Regions from separate parts of the Mus musculus genome. Here regions 1, 3, 4 and 5 are each linked to region 2. The links are chromatin contacts, called in public HiCAR-type and HiChIP or PLAC-seq maps. All regions are on one chromosome and are shown on one strand. Each heading gives the region's core, a stretch centred on a gene start, on an enhancer-like site or on the middle of the called end of the contact. The rest is flanking DNA. Distances are from core to core; before and after follow the strand shown. Region 1 has its middle 77 kb from the start of Atl2. Region 2 holds the start of Cebpzos (CCAAT/enhancer binding protein (C/EBP), zeta, opposite strand). Region 3 has its middle 31 kb from the start of Rmdn2. Region 4 has its middle 60 kb from the start of Atl2. Region 5 has its middle 49 kb from the start of Gm33055.

What was found. HiCAR-type assays count read pairs that join an accessible place to other places. HiChIP or PLAC-seq counts read pairs in DNA pulled down with a chosen protein or histone mark.
Region 1: an H3K27ac HiChIP or PLAC-seq map of embryonic stem cells shows a contact between it and region 2, with 4 times the contacts expected there. The contact joins the enhancer-like site here to the promoter of Cebpzos in region 2. A contact is called at or near these places in 5 of 39 promoter capture datasets (cranial neural crest, embryonic stem cells, hippocampal neurons and 1 more), 3 of 115 datasets of contacts at active chromatin or transcription factors (bone marrow-derived macrophages, embryonic stem cells and large pre-B cells) and 1 of 9 other capture datasets (macrophages).
Region 3: an H3K4me3 HiChIP or PLAC-seq map of bone marrow-derived macrophages shows a contact between it and region 2, with 8 times the contacts expected there. The contact joins the enhancer-like site here to the promoter of Cebpzos in region 2. A contact is called at or near these places in 17 of 39 promoter capture datasets (the 3T3-L1 cell line, the C10 cell line, the HPC-7 cell line and 11 more), 3 of 15 datasets of contacts at CTCF or cohesin (the NIH/3T3 cell line and large pre-B cells), 6 of 484 Hi-C or Micro-C datasets (Th2 cells, bone marrow-derived macrophages, brown adipocytes and 3 more), 26 of 115 datasets of contacts at active chromatin or transcription factors (the 230-238 cell line, the NIH/3T3 cell line, T-cell acute lymphoblastic leukemia and 16 more) and 3 of 9 other capture datasets (adipose tissue, liver and macrophages).
Region 4: a HiCAR-type map of astrocytes shows a contact between it and region 2, with 4 times the contacts expected there. The contact joins the enhancer-like site here to the promoter of Cebpzos in region 2. A contact is called at or near these places in 11 of 39 promoter capture datasets (the 3T3-L1 cell line, the C10 cell line, HPC-7-derived erythroid cells and 7 more), 2 of 484 Hi-C or Micro-C datasets (bone marrow-derived macrophages and cortical neurons), 5 of 115 datasets of contacts at active chromatin or transcription factors (astrocytes, embryonic stem cells, fetal liver and 1 more) and 3 of 9 other capture datasets (adipose tissue, liver and macrophages).
Region 5: an H3K4me3 HiChIP or PLAC-seq map of bone marrow-derived macrophages shows a contact between it and region 2, with 6 times the contacts expected there. The contact joins the enhancer-like site here to the promoter of Cebpzos in region 2. A contact is called at or near these places in 1 of 39 promoter capture datasets (liver), 4 of 115 datasets of contacts at active chromatin or transcription factors (astrocytes, bone marrow-derived macrophages, embryonic limb bud and 1 more) and 2 of 9 other capture datasets (adipose tissue and liver).

What each region holds. Positions count from the first base shown.
Region 1 is chr17:79,817,750-79,820,449 of GRCm38.p6, forward strand. No RefSeq gene overlaps it. Among named protein-coding and RNA genes, the nearest start is that of Atl2, 77 kb to the right of the region's middle. Within about 2 kb of position 1,317, at least 24 of the 459 cell types and tissues checked have an H3K27ac peak or open chromatin away from gene starts, as enhancers often do.
Region 2 is chr17:78,915,088-78,917,863 of GRCm38.p6, forward strand. Cebpzos (CCAAT/enhancer binding protein (C/EBP), zeta, opposite strand) reads left to right here and starts at 1,412. Exons shown (of 5, transcript NM_001177403.1): 1 at 1,412-1,606.
Region 3 is chr17:79,582,732-79,585,431 of GRCm38.p6, forward strand. It overlaps a transcript of Rmdn2 not described here. Among named protein-coding and RNA genes, the nearest start is that of Rmdn2, 31 kb to the right of the region's middle. Within about 2 kb of position 1,445, at least 48 of the 459 cell types and tissues checked have an H3K27ac peak or open chromatin away from gene starts, as enhancers often do. A contact at or near this core is called in bone marrow-derived macrophages, hematopoietic stem and progenitor cells and memory CD8 T cells, where this site is marked.
Region 4 is chr17:79,834,747-79,837,446 of GRCm38.p6, forward strand. No RefSeq gene overlaps it. Among named protein-coding and RNA genes, the nearest start is that of Atl2, 60 kb to the right of the region's middle. Within about 2 kb of position 1,350, at least 63 of the 459 cell types and tissues checked have an H3K27ac peak or open chromatin away from gene starts, as enhancers often do. A contact at or near this core is called in adipose tissue, astrocytes and bone marrow-derived macrophages, where this site is marked.
Region 5 is chr17:79,785,502-79,788,201 of GRCm38.p6, forward strand. No RefSeq gene overlaps it. Among named protein-coding and RNA genes, the nearest start is that of Gm33055, 49 kb to the left of the region's middle. Within about 2 kb of position 1,345, at least 45 of the 459 cell types and tissues checked have an H3K27ac peak or open chromatin away from gene starts, as enhancers often do. A contact at or near this core is called in adipose tissue and bone marrow-derived macrophages, where this site is marked.

The sequences.
Region 1 (2,700 bases), core at 67-2,566, 900 kb after region 2:
AGAGCAAGCTGTGGGATCCACCTGTCTCTGCCTCCTCAGCACCCAGAGTACTCCGCTACCATCTTTTCCCATGCATTCTAGGGACAGAACTCTGGCGGTGCAGCTTGAAGAGCAAGCACGTTACATACAGATCCATCTCCTCGGCTCCCCTGTATCACTTTGCAGTGATTCTGTTTTGTGAAAGAATACTTTGGATCAGTGCCTCTCCTCTATCAGAGCTTCAGAGGAGTAAGTCCTACTGGGGGCCAGACGGAAAGCAGTGCTTATAGACTTGGGCTGATGTAGAGAGGGGTCCTCAGTCCCCAGCAGGCTCAGAATGATTGGTTAGCCCGTCGTCCAGGAAAGTTGTGCATGGAGCTGTGCACGGAGCCTGGATGGTGGTCACTGAAGCCCTCCGCAGATGACATCTCAGCTGGAATCCAAAGCTGTTTTTCTAACCCTAACAAGATTTGTCATTAACTGTGCCTGGAGTTAGACCCCATTTCTCTTCCTCCCAGCCTCACTAATGGGGATCAAAGGTCGTGTCAGCCTTCAATGCAGGCTCCTGGGGCTCTGGCTTTTGTTCTCTGGCCTCACAGTGAGGATGAACAATCAGCCTTGGAAAACACAGAAGAAACCAGCAAAGCCTGACGTTTAGCAAACAGCCTCTCCAAGAGCAGTCAACTACAACTGCTTCAAGAGATTCCCAGCTTTTTGGGTCCAGTCAGACAAACATGGAGAATGAGAAATGGAGTCTTTTAAACCCCTGGTGTGGCACAGGCTGCTAAGAAAACTTGCTAAGATCAAAGATAGGTTTCATTGAGAAATGGCTTCCCATCCCCAGACAGGCTCGGATGTAAAAGGGGCATTTCTGGGGACCAGGGCATCTTTTACAGTACCGATTTTGAGTGGCATTGGTCCCTGATCTTTTCATAAATACATCTGTGTTGTTTTCTGGCAACAGGATCTACTTTGACAGGCAGCAATATTTTTCTCTTTCAGCTTGACCATTACTGACGTAAACAGATATGTATAGATGCATCCCATAGCCAAATATCAACACCAAAACATCGAAACCAAATTAGCACCTTTTGTGTTTGAGATGTGCATATTTTTTCTGAAAAAAAAAATTCAGTTAGGTCAGGCAAAATGTCATGCTGCTGCCCTTGCAACCAGGAAATCATGTGTCTGCAGATAGTAAATTGGGAGGACAGGGGACCCCTCCTTGAAAACAAATGTGTGTCTGACTCAGAGTGTTGATTTAAACCTTGAAGTGCTTTGACTTCACCCAAACAGGAAGCCAGAACTTGGCTTGATCAGAAACTCCACTTGCCCATATCCATGCCATTATTACTGCCTCCACCCAGGGTACACCCCTGGAGGGGCTCTGTCCAGCACACTGAAACCACAGATCTGTCAGGTATGTCCAGAGTTAGTTGCCCAAAGACCTGGGTACCTGATGGAGCTCTGCAAAAAACCTACATCACCTTCGTCGTCTAGGAAATAGGACTCCCTTCCTACTCCTACCCAAAGAAGCTGCAACGGGAAGAATGGAACAGAGAGGAAATGCGCTAAGAGTGCATTTACACCACAGCTGCTCTGCTGCTCGGCTGCTAACCATTGTCTTTTTACAAACTAACTTTGTTACTCTAAAACACAAGCTATACAATTCACTCTTCAGGGTTGTACTGGTTAGTTTTGTGTCAACTTGACACGGCTGGAGTTATCACAGAGAAAGGAGCTTCAGTTGAGGAAATGCCTCCACGAAATCCAGCTGTAAGGCATTTTCTCAATTAGTGATCAAGGGGGAAAGGCCCCTTGTGGGTGGGACCATCTCTGGGCTGGTAGTCTTGGTTCTATAAGAGAGCAGGCTGAGCAAGCCAGGGGGAAGCAAGCCAGTAAGGAACATCCCTCCATGGCCTCTGCATCAGCTCCTGCTTTCAGACTTCCTTGAGTTCTAGTCCTGACTTCCTTGTTGATGAACAGCAGTATGGAAGTGTAAGATGAATAAACCCTTTCCTCCCCAAGTGCTTCTTGGTCATGATGTTTGTGCAGGAATAGAAACCTTGACTAAGACAAGGGTTCACACCCAGTGTTTGGGAATTTTCACACAGCTGCACAAGCACTGCCAGGATGATTAGTAAAGTGCACTGCCCTTAAGAACACAGGCCACACTCCTTAGCAGTCTCCCCACACTGCACCCAGACGCTCACTTTATCTCTTTGCACAGATTTGCATGTTGTGTGTAGTTTTATGCTACTCCACTTTAGTTCTGGGAAGTGACCATGCTACCAGCCCCCTCCAGCTTCCCTTGAATCCACGGATAAAAGACACACACACAGAGTTGTTCATTTTCAACTTGCCTTCTTGGCACAATTGCTGGGCAATGCTATCTCCCGCCTGGAAAAGCATGCCCTTATCCTAACTCTTAGCTCTGCTCCTCCTACCTACCCTAACGTTAGTCAGTCAGTTGAATCTAGTCCCTGCTAAACATCTCTGACCACCTGCCTATAGGAGCAGCTACACTCTACCAGGCCTTACATGGCTGCCTGGTTCTCCTCTCTCCAACGCCTGACAAACTCCCTTCTCTCCTTCCTTGCATCTCCCTATCCCTCCAGGGACCCAGAACTGTACCTTTTGCCCAACAATTGTCTCATGGCTTTCTTTACTGACAGTTCAAGAACCAATTGGAGAACAGGATCTTAACATCAGACCCGCCCC
Region 2 (2,776 bases), core at 162-2,661:
CAGTTTCAGAGGTAATTTACTGTCTACTTGGTGGAGCTGGAGAAGTCGCTGAGAGCTCTACAGTCTGATCCATAGGCAAAGAGAAAGACTGGGTCTGGTGTGGACTTTTGAAACCTCAAATCACACCCCCAGTGACACACTTCCTTCAACAAGGCCACACCTTGCACCTTGTTGAATCCTTATAATCTTTTTGACACTTGTACTCCCTGGTGTAACTTTAATTTTTCCAAATCCCATTTAAAAAAAAATATTTATTATTATATGTAAGTACACTGTAGCTGTCTTCAGATGCACCAGAAGAGGGCGTCAGATCTCATTATGGTTTTGAGCCACCATGTGGTTGCTGGGATTTGAACTCAGGACCTTCAGAAGAGCAGTCGGTGCTCTTAACCACTGAGCCATCTCTCCAGCCCTCAAATTCCATTTTTAATGATGGTTTTTAAACACTTTAACCTTCCTTGTAACCCACCACTCACCAGAGGTAGTGGGAAAGAAAGGATACGGGGGGGGGGGGGGAAGTGGAACTGTTTAGAAAGGTTCTTTGGAGCAACTCCCTTCTGTGTTGTCTGGAAATCAGTTCAGTTCACAGGTTAGCAGGCAGCGGTAGTTGGATCCACTGGCAAACACCTCATGGATACAGTTCTGTAGAGTCAGGTTAGCAACAGCAGTGACATGTCCAGATGTTCGAATCAACAGTCGGAACCAACAGGAACAGGGAATCGAAGATGCAAGATCCATAAGTGTTGCACAGTTAGCTGTACCAGTGAGCCAAGTCAAGCCAAGCCAAGCTAAGCTAAGCCAAGCCAAGCCACTCCCCCTCCCCCAATTTCCATTATGTTTACCTTGAACGTTTTGTTGGGCAGCATTCATAGCTTCCTGTGTTTGCTTGTTTGAGACAGGGTTTCTCCGTGCAGCCCTGGCTGTGGATCTCTGAGGACAGACTGCATTTTAATAAAAGTGGATATAGTCTGACATTCCAGGCTTTGTCATGCACGTGGTCCCTCTTTAGGCATTCCTATGCCCCATCTCCTATCTTTCCTTCCCTTAGGTCAGCCCTCTTCTTGACTATTGGGCAGCACCTAGGCACAGCGCTTCTCACCTTTAATGTGTAAAGGAATTGTCTAGGAACCTGGCTAAAGGGCAAATCCCAATTTAGGGTCCCACTTTTCTGGCCACTCTCTGGCGATGGGTTGTTCCCGTTCTGATACATTTTGGGTTTAGAGTGGGAGAGACGATCCATGTGCAGAGTTTGGAGATGGTGTCCTGGGTTCAAATGTGAATTCTTTTACTTGGGTGTGACCGCGGGCAGGATAACCTTGCCTAAACGATACCAGCTTCCCACAGCTAGTTAGGTCAGGTTCCTCTGTGGGGCGTGGCTAAAGCTGGGGGCGTGGCGCTAAGACCGTGCGCTTGCGCAGTCGGGTTGCGGAGGCCTCAGGTAAGGACCGGGCAGTGTTTCTTGTCCTCTGTTCCCCAATGTGTGGCGCGTGGGGTCTGTGACATTCTTGGGTGTGGGGAACACTCGAGCGAGCCCGCCCCGCAGGCGCAGGAGCGCGAGCGTTTCCGGGTCGCCGAGCCGCGACGCATGCTGGGACCAGGACCCCGGGTAAGGCTGGGTGCTCGCTGTTGGATCCTTGCAGGGCAGCAGCCCCCGGTCGCAGCGCCGCCTTTCCTCCCTCGGGCCTACACTGGAGCACACGCAGGGTTGCTTCTCCTGCGCTGCAGCCCCAGGCGCTCCTGTGCAACAAGGCTCCGTGGTCTTTGGTCTCCCTGAGCCATCTTGTCTGGACAGTGTGTCTCTGGTGACAAACGTGCTTTATTATTAAGTAGACAAGTCCCGAAGCGCAGGGCTTTGGAATGTGGCACGTCCATCAGTTTTTAAGAAATTAAGTGTTTTATTAATATCATTATTTGGACTGTTTGATATCTTAGCATCACTCTCTTCCAATCAAAAAAGATTTCGCTCAGATCCCGTAAGTTGTGGAACAGGATGCAGGCAGGTGTGCCCTGTCCTCGCCCTGAAACCTTAAAACCGCCCTTGAGAACTTAGAACTGAGCGGGACCGTCAGTGATTTAGCAGAGTACTGGGAAATCGAGGAACACAGCTGTCCCTTCTGCCTCCTCCCCAGTTTTTTATTTGCTTCGTTTTAAAAATGAGAATAATACAGTTTTTTTTTTTTCTGGTCCCTGAGTAATTCCCATTACTAAAGTGAAAAACGAACGTTGGAGGAGGGACACATGGTAACAGAGTCCAAGGCGAATCCTGATAGTGTTTAATTATTTTCATGCTTAGATACCATGAAAGGGACGTAAAAGCAGGGGAAAGGACTGGCTGATCCTGAACATTAAAGAACAGCCTGTCTCAGCATTGAGCAGTGGGAAAATATCAGAATATTAGATCAAAAGCTTAGTAGTTTGGGGTTATAGGGAGTTAGTTATAAAGCCTGAGCTACCTTTTGCATATTTAGCAAGACAAAACCTTATTTACTGGATAACGGTTCTTCAAAGACACCTTCTTTTGACTGTTGGAAACTGAGCCTACTACTCATGCTAATAGCTTGCATGCTCCCGTTCTCGGTTTGTCTCTGCGTACAGGGGGGAAGACTTCAGTTACTCGAAGCTTTGCCATGGACTGGGTCACCACCAGTCAACTTCTCCCCCATGGGCCAGGGCTTTGTATAAAACCTGGAGTGACTTCACGGGGGGGGGGGGGATTACTGGGGTGCCTGCCACCCTAGTCTTGCTGAATCAGGATCTGGGGACTGGGAAGTGGTCT
Region 3 (2,700 bases), core at 195-2,694, 670 kb after region 2:
GTGCTCTGTCAGAGTCAGCAGCCTCGGCCCCTGCCCTCAACTCTGCTTTCCTGACTTAGTGATCCCTCTGCCTCACTCCTCAGTCTCTGTGGTGAGGAACTCCTGACTCATGTTGGACTGTCTAGAGTCAACAGTTATAGAGCTGCTGAAATAGCCCATTCCTCGGGATGACAACATTGAGTCAAATTCATATCCCGAACGTTTGCTAGACTAATTGGTAAGGGTTTCTTAAATCCTCTCTCTGCGCTCCAGGACAAAGAGCTGGGAGCATTGCTGAGGACGTTGTGCTTTATGTTCAATGACAAAATAAAAACTCTTATCTATTTTTGGACAGTGATAATCAGACAGCCTGAGTTCTAGGCTAAGATCTGCTTCTCCTGGCCATATGACCTTGGTAAAAATTATGTTCTGAAAGTTTCCTACCTACCAACCAAGAGGGCTGGGTTGGATGACCTGCTTTGATAGGTTAATACCCTGCTCACCAGCATGCAAGAGGGTTGGACTTAGTCATTTGGTGTCACTGTCCCTTTGAGAAGGCCTCCAGTCATTCAGATAATACCATCCTCCTTATCCATCAGTAAGCCTTACTTGTTTAATACACAAACTCCATAAATGACTTGCTTAAGGACACAAAACGAGTCATTTTCAGAGGCCTAAACAGCGACTTATGCCTCCCTGCCATTTTCCTTCCATTAAGACAGGAGGACAGAAACGATTCCTGCCATATTCCCCCTCCACTAACATTGTTTATTGTTAAAACAGTGAGCAGGTCTTATGCCTGGGCGGTTCTTGTGCCTTGTGTCCTTACCTGAGCAAACAAAATAAAAGTTTCATGCGAGCAGTATAACAGACCTCAAACTTAACCAATCAGGAACTGCCATCTAAGCTCTGCTAGGGACTTCCTGCCTGACCATACCCAGATAAATCAAATGCCTGACTGCAGACAGTCAAGTGATCTCTCTTCTTTGTCTCCCAGTTCAGGGACTCTCTGAATCACTTCCCAACTCCCAACGCCTTTGATGTCCAAATACTCTCTGTGAAGTCTACTTAGTCTGAAGCTTTGAACAGAAGGCTTTTTTCCTCTATGTTAAGCTTCCCGTTAACTGAAATATTACATTTCAAAGGGAAGTATACTTAAATGCATGGACCATCATCATTCAACACTTGCTTTTAGCCTGCATGAGAGAACATTTACAAACTGAGAAACTATCGGCTCCTCCCTCCCCCCACTTTTAAAAAAAGGGGGGCTTTATTATCAAGACATGGCTAACAGACCATTTGGAGACTGGAGAGATAAATAGTATGTATCAGAGTTTTATTTAAGAATCAGTGTTTTCCATCCAAGACTTACTGGCTACCCCCCCCCCAAATTAATGTAGGCTCAGCCCTGAGTCACATTCTCAAGGCTACCTCCAGAAAAAACACTGAGAGCAAATGTCTTTTCTCAAGGCAACATTATCTTATCTTTGACTTTGTTTCCTTATTCAAGGAGAGATCAAATAGCCTGTGTACTGTTAGAAGCAACATAGTAATCATAACTTCCATATATCTTTGTGAAAAGAAATTTGAGATTTTCTAAGAGCTCTGCCCAGGAAGTTTTTTCTTATTGTGCTTAATTACATCACCGTAATTTTCATTCACAGGGCCAGTTTGTCTGGGAAAGTCCTGAATACCCTATCCAGGTAGAAGAAGACCCAAAGGTTCCCCTAAGCCCCTGTGGATGGAGTAGAGGAACATGGGCTGTAGACGGGTAGAAAGGGCTAGAAACCAGAATATGCATGTGGTTGGGACAGAAAAGGAATGTCTAGACCTTGAAACTGAAAGTCACAGAGCTGACCACAAACATGAGCAGTTGAAGCCAGAACGTAAGCCTACAGACAGGAACAGAAGTAAGGACTGGTGGGCAGAAAACCCCGAGTCATTAGAAGCAGATGAGCACACAGCACGATGCTTAACCCTCCTGAAGGGCTCTCAACTCACTCTCAGGGCAGGACAGAAAGTGAAAGGGCGAAAAGAGTAATCCAGACTCAACTGTTAACACAACTGTCTTAGGGTTTTTCTGCTGTGAACAGACACCATAACGGAGACAGCTCTTATGAGGACATTTAATTGGGGCTTGCTTACAGCTTCAGAGGTTCAATCCATTATCACCAAGGTGGGAATATGGCATGCATGGTGCAGGAGGAATTGAGAGTTCTATATCTTCATCTGAAAGCTGCTAACAGAATACTGGCTTCTAGGCAGCTAGGATGAGGGTCTTAAAGCCCACACCTACAGTGACACATCTACTCCAACAGGGTCATACCTTCTAATAGTGTCACTCCCCGGGCAGAGCATATACAGAGCATCACACCAATAGAGAGAGGCTGCAAAACTGCAAACCCTGAGCTATTTCTAATGGTTATTTAATATCCTCTATTGTTTACTATGACATTTGCTTAAAAATTAATAAAGATGCACAGTGACAGCTGTATATATTAATAGCTGGATACTGATATTATTCTAAAGGCTCATCTTGTGCTACAGGAAGTATTTTGTTTTGTTGAAGGATGTTTTGGTATGTCTCTAAGGCTAAAATAAAAACATAGTAATCTAGCTTTGATAAAAATCAAAGCACAGTATCCGTAGTGATATAGAGGGCAGATTGGTCATCCCATATATGCCTCTTTAGCATAAGGCTCGTTAGAGCTGATGGTAAGA
Region 4 (2,700 bases), core at 100-2,599, 920 kb after region 2:
GAGGAGAGAAAACTGCATAGATCAGTGTCAGAGTGCTCTTCCTTGCTTCTAGCAGAAGCACAGCACACAAAGCTTAGTCATAATGGAACTTTAATAGAAGGATGCTGGAACACACACATTTAAACACACACATACAAACTCACACACATCAACTTAAACCACACACACACTTAGTCACACAATCATACACACTCACACACATATACACACTCACACAGTTGCACACACAAAAAATATACATACAGTTACACCAACATACATACACACTCACACACATTTGCACACACCAACATAATCACACACATATTCACTCACATACTCACACAGTCTCTCATACACACACATTTAGACACTCACACACACTCACATACACACATACACATTCACACACACTCATATACATTCTCACGCAGTCACACACACTCATACACTCAATCACAATCACACACTCACATACACACTCACACACACCAACATACTCACACTCACTCACACACCCATACACATACACTCACACACACACACACACACATATACTCAGATACACACAGTCACACACATTCACATGCATATATACATACACACACTCAGTACCTAAACCTAGGTCTCCATGCCACAAGGACACTTCTTTCTCTGACTCCTTTGACATTCTCTTCAAACAGGTTTTCTTCCTGTGACTGACAGCAGCCTCTAGCAGCCCTTGACCCCCATCCTCTCCACTCCCCCGCATAAGATGCCTTCATCACCAGCTCTTCATAAAACCAACTGAGGAAAGGCATCTAACAGGACAGGATTTTGTCACATGTCCTGTCCTTAAACCAACCACTGCAACCAGAGGAGTGGGGTACTATGCCCACCTCTGGCCAAGGCCATGGAGTCATGGAGTTTGCAACCCTTAATAATCACAAAGAAGGAGACTAGGAACAAGTGCCCCTGCGCCAGCCAAATAGGTGCTTCTGTTAGATTAATGGCAGTTATTGGTGCAGGATCTCATTTAAGTAGAGGCTGTCTTGGAAGCCAGGCCTCAACCCAGTGGAATGTTTCCAGTGAATCCAAGTTCATTAATGAAGACTGAAGAAGGGAGAATCTTGCAGAGTCCACAGAGAACCTCAGAAGATGACTTCTTCCTTTCCTCCCACACAACGAGAACTGAAAGCCAGGCATTTGTGTGTGTTGCTTCTCCTTTTAGGTTTAATTCAACGTGAGAGGACTCTGAGCCTTAAGCAAGTGAGCAAGGGAAAGTCTGTTCGTTGTGTGGGTAATAAATAAATAACGTCTCTCTCTGAGAGATGTGATGCTCGACTCCACTGAGCCACTTGGTAACAGCCATCTGACATTACAGAAGCTTTTCCTGTGAGACCACAAATATCTAAGCCATTTCCCTTTTCAGATGACTCCAGCTAATGGCTTTCTGTGCTATTAGTGGAACATATCCAACAATCTTTGATTTGTGGTTGTTTGATTGGGCCCTGAAAGGAGAGGCTGTTTCCTTGCAAGGAGGGATAATTGCCTGGGAATTCTTCAGAGTGATATCATTCCTGTGGAGTTGGAGGGGACATCAATTTTCTTGACACTGAGAATGTTTGGGGGGGGGGGGGGCAAGGACTTTTGAATCTCATCACACAAACCCAAAGCCACAGCTTAGCAGGTCAATCCAAATAACTTTAAGCAAAATGTCAGCCTTCAGACTGTGTCTAGGTCAAGTGATGTGTGTGTGTGTGTATGTGTGTGTGTATGTGTGTGTATGTGTGTGTATGTGTGTGTGTGTATGTGTATGTGTGTGTGTGTATGTGTGTGTGTGTATGTGTGTGTCTGTGTGTGTCTGTGTGTGTATGTGTGTGTATGTGTGTGTATGTGTGTGGTGTGTTTGTGTGTGTGTGTGTGTGTGTGTGTGTGTGTGTGTGTGTGTGTGTATGCAGGAGGGGTGAGGAGTATCCATATGTGGAATGTATTTGTTCATGGTGTGACAACCTATGGTGCCAGTCCTCAGGTGCCCTCCACCTTTTGTCTCTCAGTGGCCTGGAACTCGACATGGGCCAGGCTAGTTGGCTCTTAATCCTGGAGATTCCCCCTGTCTCTGCTTCCTATATCACAGTATTTGGATCACAGGTGTGCTCCATACATGTTTTAAAAAATAAAAATAATAAAAACTTTGGATTCTGGAGATCCAAATTCAAGTCTTCAACTTGTAAGGCAAATACGTTACCAACTGAACCATCTCCCCAACCCTCTGCCTCTGAATTCTGAATCCTTCCCAGTCGCTGTGGTGCAGTCCGAGTGGAAAGAGGGCACCACACACTCCTCATTGACAGGAGAGAAGACAACAGTTTGAACCGGACAGTTGCAAGAAGAGCCACGTGCTTATGGTCCCACTTTAGGAGTCTTTGACACCATCTGCTCCAAAGGAAATGACCCTAACGATCATCGCTGTCTGATTGATGCTTCCAAGGCCCCAGCAGGAAGGACACCATTTGTTTTGATGCTGGGAACCTATCTTGCTTTTGAAAGCATAACAGCCAAAGGTTATCTTGGGCACAGAAGGGACTTTTTGTCCTTGATGAGATTTTTTTCTTTCGGAATAATTTGAGATTTGCAGGAAGGCTGCTGATACAGTGCAGAGAGTTTCTGTGTGCCTGCCGTCTACTGCTGGTCACAGCTGTCACTACCTTTGTCAGAATGGACAAGTAGAGGTTTGCATGG
Region 5 (2,700 bases), core at 95-2,594, 870 kb after region 2:
TGCCAATTCCATGTTAAATGAAACTTTACATGGTAATTTTAGTTACATGTTTTGCCAGGTAAAACAGAAAGCCACTGGGAAAATAGCTTTGGTTTTAATACCAAGTGCCCATGTTGCATTCTAGGCAATGGAAATGACAACTGTACCCATCAGAGATCCAAATGAGGGGTGTGGGGGTGCAGAACTAACTGTGTGGAAGGCCTGGGTCGTGGTGGGGATTTCACCTCCATTGTCTTTGTCACCCATAAGTCCTTTGTCCCCAAAGCTATTCCTGTTGTTCAAGTCTCCACATTAAGGTTCAATGTGGTGTTCACTTTGTAATGTAATGTTCATTGTGATGTAATGCTCATTGTAATGTTAGTGTGGATGAATCGGGGACCCCCTCCCCCCACCCCACCCCCAACTGAAGCATCCCTGTGTTGGATGTGACGTGCCTTCCTGCATCTCACATCACTTTCAGTTGAACACAGCACCACATCTGGGTCAGAATATTCCCAGAGATAGGAAAACACAGTGTCTACAGTTTGGTTTGTCCATCTGTGCCTATGTTGCCCATCTTCTTGGTATAACACTCAAAGAATAAGTGCTCAGCTCAACGTCTAGATGGTTCCTCACTGTTTATTCTATTCAAGGTTTAGAACCTTGGGTTATATATTAGAGTATTTGATCCACTTTTGGGTGATTTTTCTATGAGATAGAGGTTTGCTTCTGGGTTTATTGTACACGTGGATGACCAGCTTTTCACAAGACCATGCGTTGAAGAGGTTTATTGTTTCTCTACTGTATATTCTTGGATAATAGCATTAAAACTTCTCAAAAATGAAGAAACGATCTTATCTCAAACAATCTCACTTCCTTGTACAGTTCCAAGGAAGTTGAAATCAAAATCTCAAGGGTGTTTCTGCCTTCTCATGTTCATTTCTGAACAATTTGTCATAGCTGAGATGTCGAAATACCCTACATGTCTCCCCATAAAATAATAATAAAATAAAGAATAAAAGAATGGAATGTGTGTGTGCACAACACAGTAGTAATCAGCCTTGAAAACCTTGCAATGTGTAACAACTTGGATGAGTGCTGCAGATGCGATGTTCGGTGAACTGAGTCAGATGAAGAAGACAAACGCTTCATGCTCTCACTTCCACAAAGAATCTTAGAACACCACACTCACAGAAACAAAACTCGTCACCTTGTCCTGGAAGCCTGACTGGGGTAACTGAGAAATAAAGAAAGACAGACACACAAACACATGAACAGAAAAGCTGGGATCAAATAGGCTGTGCTCACTCTGACGGAGCCATGGCTGCCAGGAAATTCCGTGTGTTGTATTGTGTCAGCACATGCGGGAGAGTCAGCTAGTCTGTGTAGGGAAGCAGTCTCCCATGGCAGTTATCCAGAAGGAGGAAGCTGCACTTGCTAAGTTTTGCTCACACTGATAGGTCCTTCGGGTCCTGTCAGACTGCAGAAAGGGTTTCCATCTGTCTGAGTCTGCCTGGGGTAGGCTTTGCTGCACCAGTGGACCCGAGTCACTGAGGTCTTTGACATGCCTATGTCCATGTTAATAATACATTTTTGCTCAGGATTTAACCGGCTCCCTGCAAGCTGGAAGAGGGGAAATAAAGGTGGGAGAAGCTGGGGTACAAAGCCCAAGCTGTGCATGGTCAGTAAGTTCTGGAGACCTACGTACACTGGGAGAGAATAAGGATGGATGAGATCAAGGGTAAGACACTAAAATTGAGTTGTGGAAAAGAAATTGAGGAGTTAGGGGAGAGGAAAGTTTAAAACTCATAAATGAGAACTCCTCTAAGCTGGGAAGAGCAAGCAAACACAAAACCCTTGGAGCCCGAGGAGAGGACATGAAGCATTTCCTGTGTGGTAACAATCTTGGTTGAGTTGAAAGAAGAGCGTTGAACTTCACATGAAAACAATGTTCAAGGAGATGGTGGGTGGGGGGTATGCTGTGGTGTCAAATACATCCCAGTGCTCAGGGGACTCACCCTGGAGGAAAAGAGACAGGGAGAAAGGAGTGGGGTTAGAGGTAAGGAAATGCATGCAAAGAGAGTCTAGATGAAATGCTAAAAGAAAGCAATATTCAAAGAAAGATCAACGCACAGAGATGCAAAAAAGAATATTTTAGCAGTTTCCTTTTCTATGGTCTATTTCAGAATTCACCCAAAGCCAGCTGCTGATCTGTCTGTTTAGATTTCTCTCCATTCTGCTCCCTGCTTTCTAACCAATAGACTGTGTTTGAAGAGTCTAAGGAAGGAGAAGTGAAATTCAAATAACCCGATTTTCCTGACTGTTGGCCTTTTTGTTAAGGGTTCTAAGCTAGAAGACGTGGGCTTTTTATTTGGTTGATCCTCCTTTGAGCTGTTGGCTCCCCTCATTCCCCCAGCTTACCACATCAAGTCTTGTTTAGGTACAAAAGAGAAAGACTCAACAAACACTGGAAGACGTTGACTCTACTCTGTTCCTTCTAAACATCCACGTCATCAGAATCCTAGCAACTTCTCAGCACAAATGCATACCTCAGTCCTACGGATACAGTCCTTGGTGTGTGTCCACTGGGAACTGAATCCAACTGGATTTTAAGTTTGTATCAGCAAAGAATTTTGAGGCATCTGTATTATATAATGCCAACAATAATGTAAATAAGAGGACTTCTTGTTTATGAAGATTTATTTAACTATATGTATGTGT